Linked DNA regions of Hordeum vulgare: region 1 is linked to region 2. A link is a contact called in public Hi-C data. All regions are on one chromosome and are shown on one strand. Each heading gives the region's core, a stretch centred on a gene start, on an enhancer-like site or on the middle of the called end of the contact. The rest is flanking DNA. Distances are from core to core; before and after follow the strand shown.

Region 1 (3,282 bases), core at 648-3,147, 250 kb before region 2:
CGCTGCCATCTCCTGAAAGTTCCCCTCGGCGAGCTGAAACACCTCCTGTGCTTCGTCGGTAGTAATCGTGTCTTCAATGGCATCGGTATACAGCTTCATACTGACCTCGTGGAGGTCCAGATACTCATCGGAGCTGACCCCGACATGGTTCTTGAAAAGGCGAGCGAACTGCACAATCCAATCATCAATGTAAGTCACGGTGCTCCTGTCCTCGTCCTGCCTGTTGCTTCTGATACTTCCATTGTCCGACGCGTTGTGCATATTCCTGTCCAGCGGGCCGCTGCTTGCGTCCTCAAGGTAAGGCTCATGCTCCGGGTTGGCTTCGGTGACATACAGCCGAAGCGAGCTGCCCGGCTCAGTCAAGTCCTCGGCCCATTTGAGCTCGTCCTGGTTGGTGATGGTGACAAGGTCGCCCTCCCTGTCCTTGTACTTGACAAGAACAGCCTTGAGTCCCGGGAACTTGCCGCGGACAGCCTCGCGCAGCTGCGCCATGCCGCAGCTGGCCGGCACCTGAGCCCACCGGATGTCCTCGCCAAACACGAGCTTGACCTGCCTGGGCGGCTCCTCGGCCTCCTTGACAGGCTCGGCCGCCTTCTCCTCCCCCTGCTCCTCCACGGCGGCAGCCGCGGCCTTGGCAGACGCCTTCCGGCCCTTCTTCTTCCTGGGCTTCTGCTGCTGCTTGGGCGCTGCGGCGACCACCTCCTCGGGCGTGGGCATGACGGCCTCCCCGTCCACCACAAACCCCTTCTCCTCCATGGTCCGCCTGACCCTGTCGGCGACGTCGAGCGCGGTGAGGTTCCCGGGCTCGGCAGCCAGCACCCTGTCGACGTCCCGGGCGGCGAGGTCGAGGCGGCCGAGCGCCTCGAAGCAGCGGGCCCGCTTGAGGAGCGCCTTGGAGTATTTGGGCGCGGCGTCGAGGGCGAGGTTGCACTCGTTGATGGCGCGGTAGTGGTCGGGGGGGCTCATCTGCATGTAGCAGGCGGCGAGGTTGCTGTGGAGGTAGGCGGCGTCGAGGGCGGCGGAGGCCGGGAGCAGCCTGACGGCCTTCTCGTAGTTGAGGAGGGCGCGCTCGTAGTCCCGGCGCTGGAAGAGCTTGTTCCCCTCCTCCCGCAGTTCCTGCGCCATCTCCGCGAAGATGGTCTCGTCCCCGTCGAGCACCTTGGAGCCCGACCGCTCCAGCGCCCCCGGCTTGCTTCCCCCGTGGTGGTCGCCCCCGCCGCCCTTGCCGGCGCCGGAGGAGGCCCGCTTCTTTTTCAGCGACGGCTTCCCCATCCGGAACCCCGCAAATCCGAATCCGCCGCCGGGAACAGACGAAATCCTCCGCCGCGCCGCGCCGCCTCGAACCCTCCGACGGGACGGGACCCAAATCCGGTGGACGGACGGGAGAAGGCAGAGGAATTCTTCTTGCCCGATCCCAGGAAGAAAGGAAGGAAGGCAGGAGGGCAGACGGCAGCTTCAAGTTGAAGTCAAAGCAGGGTCGACCGAGGCAGAGGAAAGGAACGCAGCGCACGGGGTGGAAGAAAAGAACGGAGCAGGTGCGGGAGGGCGGAATATTTGTGGGTGGAGGGGAGGGGAGGGGAGGGGATGCGTGGAGACAAATAAAGGAACAACGGCTCGCCGCCCGCCGCCGCGTCGTCCTCTTTCTTCGCCCGGAGGGAACAATATTCTTCTTCCCCCTTCTTCTTCTTCCGGCTCCTCAATCAAAAAAGACGAGATTTTTGGCCGAGTTCTGGGGAATGGGGTTGGCTTGGTCCGGTGGGTTTGGTCCGGTGGGGTTGCGTGCGCGCGGTCACGGAGGGAGCGTGTGGTGGCGGCGACAGCGGGGAGGCCGCCAGCGAGAAAGGAAAGGAGCCAGTGCGGTGCGGTGGGTAGGCGGCGGTAATTACTTGCCCAAATTAGTTAGTAGCTAAGCTAACGCGCGTGCGCCGCCGTCCCTCCCCCGGGGGTCGGGTCAGGAGGAGGGGGATTAGATTAGGGTTTGCTTGCGGCTTTGCGCTGCTAGCCTCCGTCGACGTCGCTGTCGATGGCCGGCGGGGCGGTGGGCCGACCGACGGGCGGCCTGGGAGGGACCGTGCTCGCTATCTCGTGCCGGACGGACAGCCTAGTCGCGCTGGGCCGTATGTGCCGCGTCCTTGTCCCATTCCGCCTAAGCTCCCCTCTTGTAAGTAAGAAAAAAAAAAAAAAGGTTGTCGTTTCTCAAAAAAAAAAAAAAAAAATTGTCGAAGAATTGTCCGTCTGGCCGTATGCGCTCTCAGCTCATATGAAAAGCCGAGCCCCGCACATGTTTTTGTGTTAAAAAAAACATGTTCTCTAATTTCACAATCTGTGCGTAAATTTGAGTTCCGCACAAAACAAGTTTAGGGTTACAGGGTTGCGGGCGCATGTTTTTATTTTTCCTGTTTATTGCCCGCTCGGGGCGGCGAGGATAGGATGGGAGGAGAGTTGGCGGAAGGAGGAAGGAGGAAGAAGATTAGGCTGGAGGAGAACAAAATGGTACCGGGCCAGGAGGCAAAATAGACTCACACTAAAAGAACATATAGGTGTCACACGGAAGAAAAGATAATATAAAACAAATATCCTCTATCGGTCCCTTCGTCTTTGTTGGCTTATTTGTGACACCATCATCGTGAGCTACTCGTCGTCGTAGTTGCGGCATCAACGAATGCACCTTGGTGGATGTTGGGTACTACCACCTTGAGCGGGTTGAGGGTGTGTGGTGATATCGGTATGCATCGATGACACCAAGGGGGGAGCTATGGTTGGGCCAAACTTGGCCATGGCCCGCCTAGCTCAATAGGAATTCAGTTAGAGTCTGGTGCTAAATCTGGGCCCCAAAAGCGAAATTACAATGGTATTTTCTTAAGTCGGTTGCTTTGCCCCGTCCAAAGAAATGGTTAAAGCTTCACCACTGGATAGGACGCAAATATGATGTAAAAGGGGGATTAGGTCCACTTGTGAGCATCGATTTTGGTTGTCGGACACATGATCAAAGTTTTTTTTGGAATAAAACACATAGTCGTAGTTGGTTTGTACAAAATGAGCTAGTTCTTCATAAAGAAGGAAGAAGTATTAGGCTGGAGAAGGAAGAAGGGTGCCTCGGCCTCTTGGCAAAATTGACTTACACTAAAAAACAATGGGGCATACATATAGGCGCCCCCTCCCTCCACATAAAAACGACAATTTAAAATAAACATCCTCTATGTATCTCTTTGACTTTGCTACCTCGAGCGGGTTGGGGATATGTGGTGGGATCGGTCTAAACAAGTAGGATGGAATTATGGT
Region 2 (2,821 bases), core at 304-2,803:
CCAAAAGTTAATTACCCATCTATATTGGCACTGCACAGCCCATCTAAAAGATAGTCGTCAGGATCAGGATTCAGAACATTACTCTTCGTTATTGATCTATTTAGGATCAACAGCAAAGAACACCATTATCATAAAACAGAACACCCCCATAAAAAAATCATAAAACAAACAGTTAGTGATACTTACCATAGAAGAGTTGACCAGTCGGCAAACAGTCGCATCCATAGATAACACGCGGCGTCGGTGTGTCGTCGGGCTGTGGCTGCGTCCCTAGTTCATCTATCGACGAGCTGGACTCAAGGCGAAAAGGCGGCGCATGCTAGGTCATGTGTCCTATGGATGTGTTGGTTATGTTGATCGAATCGGCGCTGCTGCAACGAGGTAGCCTCTACTACTTGGGCCAGGCCCAACGATCCTGATGACAAAATTACTTGGGTCATTAAGGTATATTGTAGGCCTAGTTGCCGTTATTCACGCGGTTGGAGGAAGATAGGAAAACAGGACGACATACGCTCATGGGCTATCCACGCATATGCAACACTGCATCGAGATCAAAAGTGTCTATCGGCGTCCTAGTGGCATGCACCGTGTGTTACGTTCATACCTCGCAGGGGGCCCCTAATTTCTGGGGGCCCGGGGCGGCCGCCCCCCTGCCCCCCCCCCCCCTCAGGGACGGCCCTGACAATCACAGTAGAGGCTCGTTTTCAGCTGGGGAGGCACGTCTGCAGTCAACACATAATCACCAAACACTCCGGCATCGACAGACAGACAGACAGTGCTACGTGGCCCGCGTGATCTCTAGTTAAGGATCACGCCTGCACTAGTTTGCTCGGGTTTCAAAGATGAAGGACGCATCAGAGTATAATCCTATTAACATCGGAATCAATTCTTTGATAATTCTTGTTCATTTTTCAATGCTTTGTGCTCTACGATTTTGCTAGAACTTCAAGGTAGCCGAGTGTTTTGTGTTCTACGATTCTGTTCGAAATTTGGACGTCCGGTTTAGAAAATAAAACTTTTTAAAAGTACGGATCTATGAAAAAGAAACTTCAGATTACAACAAATGACACACATGCAGTGTTGCACTTGTCGCAACATAGAAAGATGGAAGTGATCTTTCAAAAGTATATTGATTTCGCGTGGTTGCTTAAAGCCAGACATAGAGTCGCCCTATGTCTTTGGGCCACAGCCCAAAGACATCTGGGCTCCGTCGTTATCTCTGGGCCACTGCCCAAAGGGCGGCCCTGTGCGTGCTCGGCTGCATCCTCCTGAAGCTGCCGCGTTCTTCTCCTCCACACACACACACTGTCCCTCTCCTCTCCTCGCCTCTCCTCGAGCTCACCTCCTCCACCTCTCGCGCGCCCCTCCCACCGGAGCCGTGCCGGCGCCCCCATGCTCCTCCCGGTGCGCCGCCCGCACGCGGCCCCGTCCCGCCCGGCCTCCCCCCGGCACGTCTCCTCCTCCCTCGGTCTCCGATCCAGACAGGTCGACCGGGTCCTACGGGGCTCCACGGTGGCGCGGGCCAGCCCGGCGGCGACGGACGCCGCTGCTGCCGGACTCGGCCGCCGCGCGGTCGTGGGGATGGCGCTCGCCGTGTCCCTCTCCGCGCCCGCCTACTGCAGGGCGCCGCCCCCATGTAATTAACCCAGCGCTTCAGACTTCAGACTGTCCCGCGCTTCGATTCTACTCGTAGCTGACTCGCGTTTTCCTTTTCCCTCTCCCATGGTTTTGGCCCCGAGCAGCGTCCGCGCTCACGGAGGAGAACCTGCTGTTCCTGGAGGCGTGGCGCGCGGTCGACCGCGCCTACTACGACAAGTCCTTCAACGGGCAGAGCTGGTTCAGGTACCGCGAGCGCGCCCTCCGCGACGACCCCATGAACACGCGGCAGGAGACATGTATGGCCCTAATAACTGTGCAAACCCTTCTTGCTATCCACTTAGAACACTGCCTCCCTAGCGAAAATAAAACAAGTTTATTTATCCGGCCTGCACTTATGCAAGTCTTCACATGTCACTTCACATTTCTACAAAGTAGAACAAAATTCGATGATTCGATCAGAAGCACCTATTTTATGCTACCTCTCGGTTGTTGAAACTGAATTTCGTTTGTAAACATAAACACAGTGAACCGCTTAAAGAGACCATTGGTTTGTACACATATGAGAGATGCTGCGTTTTTATGCTGTGTGGTTGAATTTGCTTACCCCGGACTGTATTTCAGATGCTGCGATAAAGAAGATGCTTGCAACCTTGGATGATCCGTTCACTCGGTTATTGGAACCCGAGAAATTCAAGAGTTTGCGGGTATGATGCTCACACAAACTCTGGTTACTGCCCACTTAAAATAGTATGATCTGCTTTCTGATGCATGCCATTGCCTTTCCTGAAGTAAGTCTGGCACGCAAGGTGCTCTCACGGGTGTAGGTTTGTCGATTGGCTACCCGTTGGCAATTAATGGATCGCCTGCAGGGCTCTCTGTAATGTCAGCTGCCCCAGGGGGTCCTGCAGAAAAGGCGGGCATCGTGTCTGGAGACGTTATTTTGGCAATTGACGATACAAGCGCGCAAGACATGGACATATATGACGCAGCAGATCGCTTACAGTAAGACCTGGCTATTACAAATAAATTACTGTCAAATGCAGTGTTAGTGGAAGATGCTTGTCTATACTTGAATGTTGCATACCTAATATTTAGTGGCTAACAATCTTGCGCCAATTCTTGCTAGGGGTCCCGAAGGAAGCTCAATAGATTTGACTATTCTCAGTGGAGCTGATACCAGACATGTTGTTTTGAAGTAAACTCCTGCACACCATTCTTTTCT

Evidence for each region. Hi-C and Micro-C count contacts between places; a contact is called where the count stands out from the background.
Region 1: a contact with region 2 is called in a Hi-C map of seedling, with 2.7 times the contacts expected there. The contact joins the promoter of LOC123451936 here to the promoter of LOC123397957 in region 2. A contact is called at or near these places in 3 of 6 Hi-C or Micro-C datasets (leaf and seedling).

What each region holds. Positions count from the first base shown.
Region 1 is chr5H:513,744,163-513,747,444 of MorexV3_pseudomolecules_assembly, reverse strand. LOC123451936 (protein PHOX1-like) reads right to left here and starts at 1,897. Exons shown (of 3, transcript XR_006632535.1): 1 at 1-1,897.
Region 2 is chr5H:513,497,045-513,499,865 of MorexV3_pseudomolecules_assembly, reverse strand. LOC123397957 (carboxyl-terminal-processing peptidase 2, chloroplastic) reads left to right here and starts at 1,553. Exons shown (of 12, transcript XM_045092466.1): 1 at 1,553-1,636; 2 at 1,743-1,895; 3 at 2,221-2,303; 4 at 2,393-2,601; 5 at 2,726-2,794. The coding sequence starts at 1,582.